Regions from separate parts of the Pan troglodytes genome. Here all the other regions are linked to region 3. Evidence: chromatin contacts called from public Hi-C data. All regions are on one chromosome and are shown on one strand. Each heading gives the region's core, a stretch centred on a gene start, on an enhancer-like site or on the middle of the called end of the contact. The rest is flanking DNA. Distances are from core to core; before and after follow the strand shown. Region 1 has its middle 40 kb from the start of ABCA1. Region 2 has its middle 88 kb from the start of SLC44A1. Region 3 overlaps SLC44A1 (solute carrier family 44 member 1).

Evidence for each region. A called contact is a pair of places that touch in the nucleus more often than the background predicts.
Region 1: a Hi-C map of stem cell-derived neural progenitor cells shows a contact between it and region 3, with 2.4 times the contacts expected there. The contact joins two enhancer-like sites. A contact is called at or near these places in 1 of 7 Hi-C or Micro-C datasets (stem cell-derived neural progenitor cells) and 1 of 1 datasets of contacts at active chromatin or transcription factors (stem cell-derived excitatory neurons).
Region 2: a Hi-C map of stem cell-derived neural progenitor cells shows a contact between it and region 3, with 6 times the contacts expected there. The contact joins two enhancer-like sites. A contact is called at or near these places in 5 of 7 Hi-C or Micro-C datasets (blood, induced pluripotent stem cells, a lymphoblastoid cell line and 1 more) and 1 of 1 other capture datasets (stem cell-derived neural stem cells).

What each region holds. Positions count from the first base shown.
Region 1 is chr11:33,465,979-33,469,014 of NHGRI_mPanTro3-v2.0_pri, reverse strand. No RefSeq gene overlaps it. Among named protein-coding and RNA genes, the nearest start is that of ABCA1, 40 kb to the left of the region's middle. Within about 2 kb of position 1,499, at least 23 of the 24 cell types and tissues checked have an H3K27ac peak or open chromatin away from gene starts, as enhancers often do. A contact at or near this core is called in stem cell-derived neural progenitor cells, where this site is marked.
Region 2 is chr11:33,271,336-33,274,500 of NHGRI_mPanTro3-v2.0_pri, reverse strand. No RefSeq gene overlaps it. Among named protein-coding and RNA genes, the nearest start is that of SLC44A1, 88 kb to the right of the region's middle. Within about 2 kb of position 1,805, at least 12 of the 24 cell types and tissues checked have an H3K27ac peak or open chromatin away from gene starts, as enhancers often do. A contact at or near this core is called in stem cell-derived neural progenitor cells, where this site is marked.
Region 3 is chr11:33,013,927-33,016,801 of NHGRI_mPanTro3-v2.0_pri, reverse strand. All of the region lies in intron 15 of SLC44A1 (solute carrier family 44 member 1), which reads left to right. Among named protein-coding and RNA genes, the nearest start is that of FSD1L, 29 kb to the right of the region's middle. Within about 2 kb of position 1,586, at least 7 of the 24 cell types and tissues checked have an H3K27ac peak or open chromatin away from gene starts, as enhancers often do. A contact at or near this core is called in stem cell-derived neural progenitor cells, where this site is marked.

The DNA.
Region 1 (3,036 bases), core at 250-2,749, 450 kb before region 3:
AAAAATCCAACTCTAAACCATTCTGCATTTAAGTTCCCAAATGACTCCCATGGAGGCCCTTAAATTGTATTTGTTTGGAAAAAACAAACAAACAAAAACAAAAGGAGTTCATCGTTAGCATGTGGAGGATGTTCATTAGCGGCTGTAAGAAATCACAGTCTAAACTACACCGTTCAAGAAACCCACTACAGTCGTGCAGACCAATAGCACTATTCTAGAAGGTAGCTATCCCTCGTGCCCTCTAAGAACCATCGTTTTGCATCGTTAGCAAGAAGCAAAGAGTAGATCTTAAACCTCTTTAAACTTCTCTGCGTCCTATTCAAAAATTAGGATACCACTTAACTCTGCACTTTAAAAAAGGATTTCAAGTGTGCTGCATTTTAAAGACACTTCATTACAAAAGTTAGAAAATTAAAGTATAAAACTTATCAAAACAAGTTTTTACGTTTTCAGGATGATTCACTGCAGAATTTCTTTAAACAGACTCCCCTCTTTTTTGTGTGTTGAATCTTTAGGGAAAATAAGTGATAGTAAACATCAACCACTGACACCTGCAAACTAGGAAAAAAAATAGGGTTGCTTGGACATGGTAGGGAAAATAATTTATTTTCACAGAAATTTAGCCGGGCGCGGTGGCTCACACCTGTAATCCCTGCACTTTGGGAGCTCAAGGTGGGTGGATCATCTGAGGTCAGGAGTTCAAGACCAGCCTTGCTGACATGGTGAAACCCAGTCTCTACTAAAAATACAAAAATTAGCTGGGTGGTAGTGGCACGCGCCTGAAATACCAGCTACATGGGAGGCTGAAGCAGGAGACTCTCTTGAGCCTGGGAGGCAGAGGTTGCGGTGAGCCGAGATCGCGCCACTGCACTCCAGCCTGGGCAACAGGGTGAGACTCCGTCTCAAAAAAAAAAAAAAAAAGAAAAAAGAAAGAAAGAAGAAGAAATTTAACATACAGGCGATTTTTCAGGTTCTCATTTGCTAAACCAACAATGCAGAATTTGTGAAGTAGGGGCAACAAGTTGCTGAACCTGAGAGACGCCTCTAAATGCGCTCAGAGGTTATTTCAACTGTGCTGTTTGCTAGTTCAGGTACAACAGGCAAGACAGAAAGATGCCACCGCTCTCTCCACCCTCCCAGCGCCGGATCACAGAGCGCAGACCACGCACCCAGCCTTCCACACACGTCGCGATCTCGCCGCTTTAAGCTGCTGGGTACCCTCGACCCGCCCACAAGAAGGCGGGGCGTCGCGGGGTCTGCTGGGAGTTGTAGTTTCGGGCCGGGCCCGCGAGCTTCTTGACTCGTTTCCTTCTGCCCCCACCGCCGCACAGCTGCCTATGGACTCTGGAGTTGCTGTGTATTGAGCATGGGGCACAGCCGGGGGTAAAAGGGGAGAAGGCTCCTTTAATCTGCGGATCGGGGCGCCGTTGATGAGTGTTAGAGGTGTTGGAACGCAGAGTAAGCGGCGCGCATGCGCGGCTGCCGGAGGTGGGGGCCGCTCCTCCCGTGCCACTCAGGGGCTGGCTGCTGCCTTAGGGCTGACTGGGCTCATAGGTAGGGCCTGCGGTTCAAGTTTGTGATAACACTGCCTGTAGGCTGCGGTTGTTAAGGCAGAGATTTGAAGGGGGTCGGTTGGGGGTGCTGGGTAGTGTCAGTAATCAAGGGTTTTAATCGCTACTCCATCCTGGCTTTCGGGAACCTCCCACCTCCTACCCTTTCCCAGTTTGCAGAATTGCAGCTTTCCCCATCCCCCACCCCGATCGCTTCGTGGGAAGCCTTTCCATACTGTGTTGTGAAATCCGTTAGACCTCAGCCAAGGCCTTTTAGCCCGCCTGGAATTCAAGCTGCCCCCTCCTTGCCAAATCCAGATCATGCGAGACAACAAAAGGCTTGAGGCACAGGCCCTACAAGGCAGTGCCCCTGCCAGTTCTCCTAAACTTATTGTTTACCCTGCCCTCTTCTTCCCCTGCAAGTTGAGACAGCCAGGCGATAGATTAGATAAATAGATTCCATGTCCTTACATTTGCAACAGGCTTTCATAGATTCCTTTGCTCTGGAAGGTGGCATCATTATACAAAAGGACAAGTGAGAACACACGAATGTAATCAGTGGCAGAACCCTGGGACTGAACCCTACAGGAGTTCTAAGTCTATTGTTTTCCCTACCACTTCACAAATGTGTCAGAAAGAGCTGAAGGAGGTGACCAGCTGCACCTGACGCTAGCTGGCTTTCGGAATGCTCAGGCCCTGGGCCCTTGGCTCACCACAACCACTCTTAAATTGACTAACAATTGCCCCTTAGCGAGTGACCTCTCCAGCACGCCCTGAGGATTTTGCCCAGGGTAATGTTTCACATTGAGCACATACTTTGTGCTGGGCCCTGGAAAGGATGTACATCAGATCTTAAGTTAAAAGGTTCCTTTCCCCCAAGGAGACCAGGCTGTCCTATCAAGTATTCTGTATTTCCCAAAGGATAGTATTAGCCACACTTTGTTATATGATTGCTTGTTTGCCTGTTTTTTTTTTCTTTTCTTTCTTTATTTCTTTGAGACAGGGTCTCCCTCTGTCACCCAGGTTGAAGTGCAGTGGTGCGATCATAGCTCACTGCAAGTTCAGACTCCTGGGCTCAAGCGATCCTTCTCCCACCTCAGCCTCTGGAGTAGCTGGAAGTACAGGCGGCACCATGCCCAGCTAATTAAAAAAAAAAAAAAAAATTTAGAGGAGGTCTCACAATGTTACTCAGGCTGATTTCAAACTTCTGGGCTCAAGTGATCCTCCTGCTTCAACGTCCCAAAGTTCTGGAATTACAGACACGAGCCACCCTACCTGGCCTGCCTGCCTTGCTTGAGAAGCTGCAGCACTATTTTGTTCACCATTGTATTAGCAGTGCTAACATATAGTGGCCTTTTCATACATGTCAAATAGACATATAAATGATGAATGCATGAGTCCAGTGTCTGACCTTCATGTCTGTGCCCAGAGTCTGTTGGGAGAGGTGGAGATGAAAATAGAGGTAGGCTGGGCACAGTGGCTCACA
Region 2 (3,165 bases), core at 556-3,055, 260 kb before region 3:
TATTTTCCCCAGCAGAGTAAATCTCCAACTCCACAGGCAAGAGATCTGGCCCACTCCAGTCAGATCACCCACACCCTCTACAAAGCTGCATTTCTGTGGGCAACCGTGTGAGTCCTTAGTACAATTCACAGGAATATATTGCATTATTTAATGTGTTAATCATCAAAACTGCACAGATTCTATAGAACTTATTTTAGAAATACAGATAAAATATGTATAAGTTAAGAGAAACAATGTCTGGGATTTCTTTCAAAATAATCTAGCCCAGGGCCAGGCACGATAGCTCACACCTGTAACCCCATCACCTTGGGAGGTCAAGGAGAGAGGATTGCTTGAGGCCAGACCAGGGAAACGCTGTGAGAGCCTGTCTCTAGGAAAAATTTAAAAATGAGCCAAGTGTAGTGGCATCTGCCTGTAGTCCCACTACTCAGGAGGCTGAGGTGGGAGGATGGCTTGAGCCTGGTGAGGTCGAGGCTGCAGCAAGCCATGATCGTACCACTGCACTCCAGCCTGGGAGACAGAGTGAGACCCTATCTCAAATAATAACAGTAATCATCATCATCATCAACATCATCTAGACTAGAGAGGAGAAAAGTCAGCATGCATTGATGAAACAAGATTCGCCATGTATTGATGATTTTTGAAGCTGGGTGTGGATACATCAGGTTTGTTATAAAGTTCTTCCTACTTTTTTGTATATGCTTTACATTTTTCATAATAAAATGTCAATAAAAAATAGTTTTCGCGGGGCCCAGTGGCTCACGCCTATAATCCCAGCACTTTGGGAGGCCGAGGTGGGCAGATCACCTGAGGTCAGGAGTTTGAGACCAGCCTGGCCAACGTGGTGAAACTCTGTCTCTACTAAAAATACAAAAATTAGCTGGGTGTGGTGGCTCATGCCTGTAATCCCAGCTACTCGGGAGGCTGAGGCAGGAGAATCGCTTGAACCCGGGAGGCAGAGGTTGCAGTGGGCCAAGATCATACCACTGCACTCCAGCCTGGGCAACAGAGTGAGACTCCATCTGAAAAAAAAAAAAAAAAAAAAAGCGTTAAGTGCTGACCCAGGCCTTCAGGTAGCCCAGGATTATATTTTATGAGGCATATATTTACCCATGTGTTTTTTTTAGAATTTTGCTTCATCAACTTGATAAGATCAATTATTCAGGGGTACTCTATCATCCTTCTGCTTGGTCTCTTTGAATAGTGGGATTACTGGTTATTATTTTTTCTTTTTTATACTTTTCTGTATTTTCAGAATTTTTTAAATGAGCGTCTATTGCCTTTATAGTTAGGAAAATCAATAAAGCTGTTTATTATCAATGTGGACTCATGTATTTTTAATTTATAAAATGGATTATCACATTATGCATTATAATAAACCTATTTGAAATTTTACATGTGACAGGAGAGTATTTATTTCTACCCCACAAAGAGTAACAAAATAATATATAAAAATAAGAAGTTTGGATTGTCCAAACAGTAGCCATTAGGAAGAGAATGTACTTTATGTTAAGGATGCTTCTCCCTAAGAGGCAAGCCAGTTAAATGAAAAAAGTAGAATCCTGGATAAATATAGAAAATGTTTGCAGAAGGAAATTTTATTTCATTGCCTCAGTCCTAAATGGCATTAGCAAATACTGCAAAGTAATGAAGGAGGTCATTAAGAAGGAACTAGAAACGCCTTCCAATGTTATGGAAGAAATTCTGACATCTTAATTATATTCTGCCACCTAGTGACAAAGGAAGATTAACATACTTGCTTAGCCCGGCTACAACAGCAGAGAGGCCTGCCCTCCATTATCTGGACACCAGAGCCATGGCCTGACTGCCAGGGCAAGCCTGATCCTACAAGCGCTTGGTGCACAGCATCCTCTCTCTGCTTCTGCTCACAACTCTGGGAGACACTGCAAATATGGTCAAAAGCCACGGAGCTGTTCAGTCTGTGGCTGACAGACTTCCTATGGAGCCAGGTCTACCCTCTGCCACTCAGCACAGTGCACTGGGAACTTTGCTGTCTCCTGCCTGTTGCTAAGGACTTCCAGGGAGAAACAAATTACGAGACTAAAAAGGCATGGCTCACATTGGGCAATTTCATTCCTAACTTCCACTGGACTTAAAAATAGGAATAAATACAGTGATCCCCTTACCCTGAAATGGGATAACTTTTTTATTTTTATTTATTTATTTTTGAGACAGAGTCTCGTTCTGTCGCCCAGGCTAGAGTACAGTGGCGCGCTTTTGGCTCACTGCAACCTCCGCCTCCTGGGTTCAAGCAATTCTCCTGTCTCAGCCTCCAGAGTAGCTGAGACTACAGGTGCACATCACCACACCTGGCTAATTTTTATATTTTTAGTAGAGACGGGGTTTCTCCATATTGGTCAGACTGCTCTGGAACTCCTGATCCCAGGTGATCCAACTCGCCTAGGCCTCCCAAAGTGCTGGGATTACAGGCTTGAGCCACCGTGCACGGCCTGGCATAACTTTTATGCACAAATCTTTGTGATTACACGAGGTGATAGGCACAAAAACTATTGATTCCCCCAATATAAATTGGGGAAGGAATGGATGTTCTCAAAGCGCATTCGGGGCAGCCACACACCACCTGGAAGAAGCTTCGGGTCCCGTGGATGTGGCCCAAGTGAAGTGGTGGCCCATCATGCATTGCGATGGTGGGTAGGCGGGTAGGGGCGGGGCTAGGGCCGGAAGTAGAACTGTGGCCTCCATGGCCACTTGGGACCCCAGAGGTTCTATGCAAGAAACATAGAATCACCGTGATTCTTTTTTTTCTTTTCTTTTCTTTTCTTTTCTTTTCTTTTCTTTCTTGTTTTGTTTTTTTGAGGCGGAGTTTCACTCTTGGTTGCCCAAGCTAGAGTGCAATGGCATGATCTCGGCTCACTGCAACCTCCACCTCCCAGGTTCAAGTGATTCTCCTGCCTCAGCCTTCCGAGTAGCTGGGATTACAAGCATCTGCCACCATGCCCAGCGAATTTTTATACGTTTAGTAGAGATGGGGTTTCGCCATGTTGACCAGGCTGGTCTTGAACTCCTGATCTCAGGTGATCTGCCCGCTTCTGCCTCCCAAAGTGCTGTGATTACAGGCGTGAGCCTGCCTCCCAAAGTGCTGTGATTACAGGCATGAGCCATTGTGCCCCACCCACTATGATT
Region 3 (2,875 bases), core at 337-2,836:
CAAATAAATATTTATTCATCAAATAATATATATGTCAAATAAAGTTTTAATTAGTCATCAAATACATATTTATTTGTTGAATAAATATTGATTATTCATCAAATAAATAAATATCAAATCCCAGATTGTTACTTTTTTCTGTTATCTTCATTTATTTTTATGCCCACATTGTCTCAGATTTAGCCAATAGGAGCCCATTCAAGCTGGCTCCTGTACTTTTGATCTGTCCCCATCATTCTTTGAGTACTTCCTTGTTCACTGACGCAACCAGATGTTCCAAGCTCATCTTATGCTTTCCTGGTCTCAACTCTGTAATCAGCCAAGTCTTCAAAGCCCTGGTTCCTTTTAATGGAAACTGGTATTTGGAAACCAAGGTCTGGGCACAATATGTGCTTTTGTGGTAGCTATTTGATAATAGCGACCACGTGATATACAGCAGGAGAAAGGAAATGACTGCATTCCTTTTTTTTTTTTTTTTTTTTTTTTGAGATGGAGTCTCACTCTGTCACCCAGGCTGGAGTGCAGTGGCACCATCTCAGCTCACTGCAACCTCTGCCCCCTGGGTTCTAGCGATTCTCCTGCCTCAGCCTCCCGAGTAGCTGGGATTACAGACACCTGCCACCACGCCCGGCTAATTTTTTTGTATTTTTAGTAGAGACGGGTTTTCACCATGTTGGCCAGGCTGATCTCAAACTCCTGACCTCAGATGATCCACCCGCCTCAGCCTCCCAAAGTGCTAGGATTACAGGCATGAGTCACCGCGCCCTGCCTACTCTGCATTACTTTTTATAGGTCAATCCACACCTGGAATATAAACGAATGAGAGTGTTTTCAGAGACAAGCCTAGAGAAGATATCTACTGGGAAAAGAGACATCTTGGGGTAGAGAAAGGGAAAAGCAATGATTACTATATTCAAATATCTAAAGGGATGTTGTAGAAGAAATGGTGTCTATAGTCATGTCCTGAGCCCCTAAAGGGTTCTAATGGTTGGAAAAAGACTTCTGTTTCATCAGTCAGTTAACATATGTTAATCACCTATTACTATCAGGCTGTGGCAGTGAGTGCTGATTGCCCTGCTATTGCTCTTCTGCCCATCTTTTTCATGAATATAACCCAGATATCATTCTGGTTAGCAAAATGCCTTACTAAAATACTCACCTTTCCATACTTCCCTGAAGCTTGAAGTGGCCGTATGACATAGTTCTGCCCAATGAGATATAAGCTGAAGAATACTGGCAATTTCCAAGAAAATTTCGCCTTCCCGATATAGGTGCCACCCATCTTCCTGGTTTTCCCCTTCTCTGGCCTGTCTGGAATGCAGATGTGATCCTACTCGAAAGAACAAAAGACATATTACAAACACCAACAGAACCACAGACCAAAGATGGCAGAACCAAAAGATAGAAGGAGCCTGGTTCCCAGAAAGCATTCTTGCCTGATTTCTCCACAGTTGGGCTTGCTGTCTTCTGGGCTTACTGTTACGTGAGAAGAATGAATCCCTTTCTTGTTTAAGCCACTATAATAGGTTTCTGTTAAATGCAGCTGAGATGCAGTCCTAATCCAGGCACTGTGCTAAGTCCTAGGAGGGGAAAGGCCACCTAGTGGAGTCACTGGCTTTTCCTGCCTATCAGACAGAATGTGAGGAAGACTTCCTAAAAACTGGAACACTACCAAGATGGACTTAACCCCAGGAGAAGACGTGATCCCCCTGACTACGAAGGAATGTGTGTAGAGGCTGGGTGGTACTTTTGCAGCTGGGATGTTGTAAAGCAGTATTGAGCACAGAGTGAAAGGCTAATTCAATGACCTTTAAAGTCTATTCTAGTGCAAAAATTTTTCTAAGAGTCAGAAAGTTAAAAAAAAAAAAAATAGATGGACTCAGGGCATGCTAAGCTTTCCCTGGACAGTTAGTGTTTGGGTTTTTTTTTTTGTATTTTTGTTTTTTTGAGACAGAGTCTTGCTCTGTCACCCAGGCTGGAGTGCAGTGGCACGATCTTGGCTCACGGCAACCTCTGCCTCCCGGGTTCGAGCAATTCTCCTGCCTCAGCCTCCCAAGTAGCTGGGATTACAGGCACACCCACCATGCCTGGCTAACTTTTTGTAGTAGAGATGGGGTTTCACTGTGTTAGCCAGGATGGTCTCTATCTCCTGATCTCGTGATCCGCCCGCCTCGGCCTCCCAAAGTGCTGAGATTATAGGCGTGAGCCACCACGCCCAGCCGACAGTTAGTGTTTTTTAGCTGTAGTCTGCATTTGGATCCATGATTTTCATTAAAGTTCCTAAGAATGCATGCTCCCTCAGCACCCCCTGGGTAAACATGTTATAGCAATTTTAAGTTTCTAATGAAATTTTTGTTGTAATTTATTTGTAGCAATCTAATTTATCCCTTTTTTTACGACTAGAATTTTTATTTATCTTGGATTTACAAAGTTAATATTGCCGTAAAACATAGCAGCATTTTAATTTTTAGATAGTAATAGATTTATTATTTTTATCTGTGTTTAAAATCATAGTAGTCTGGGCACCGTGGTGCACAACTGTAGTGCCAGCTACTCAAAAGGCTAAGGCAGGAAGATCTCTTGAGCCCAGGAGTTCTAGGCTGTAGTACGTGATGAACACACCTGTGAATAGCCACTGCACTCCAGCCTGGGCAACATGGCGAGACCCTGCTAGAACAAAAAAGAAAAAAAAAACCATAGGAATAAGATGCATTTTCACCACTTTGGAATGTTTATGTCCCATAAATAACCATTAGGTATCTATTTATTGGCAGAGTTTCTGTAAATATATGAATGCTCTTGATGAGAAAAGGAGATTTTTTTTTCCTCTCAGAGTGGAAGCCAGGTTCTTTGGTGGGATACTCACCCATCAAAC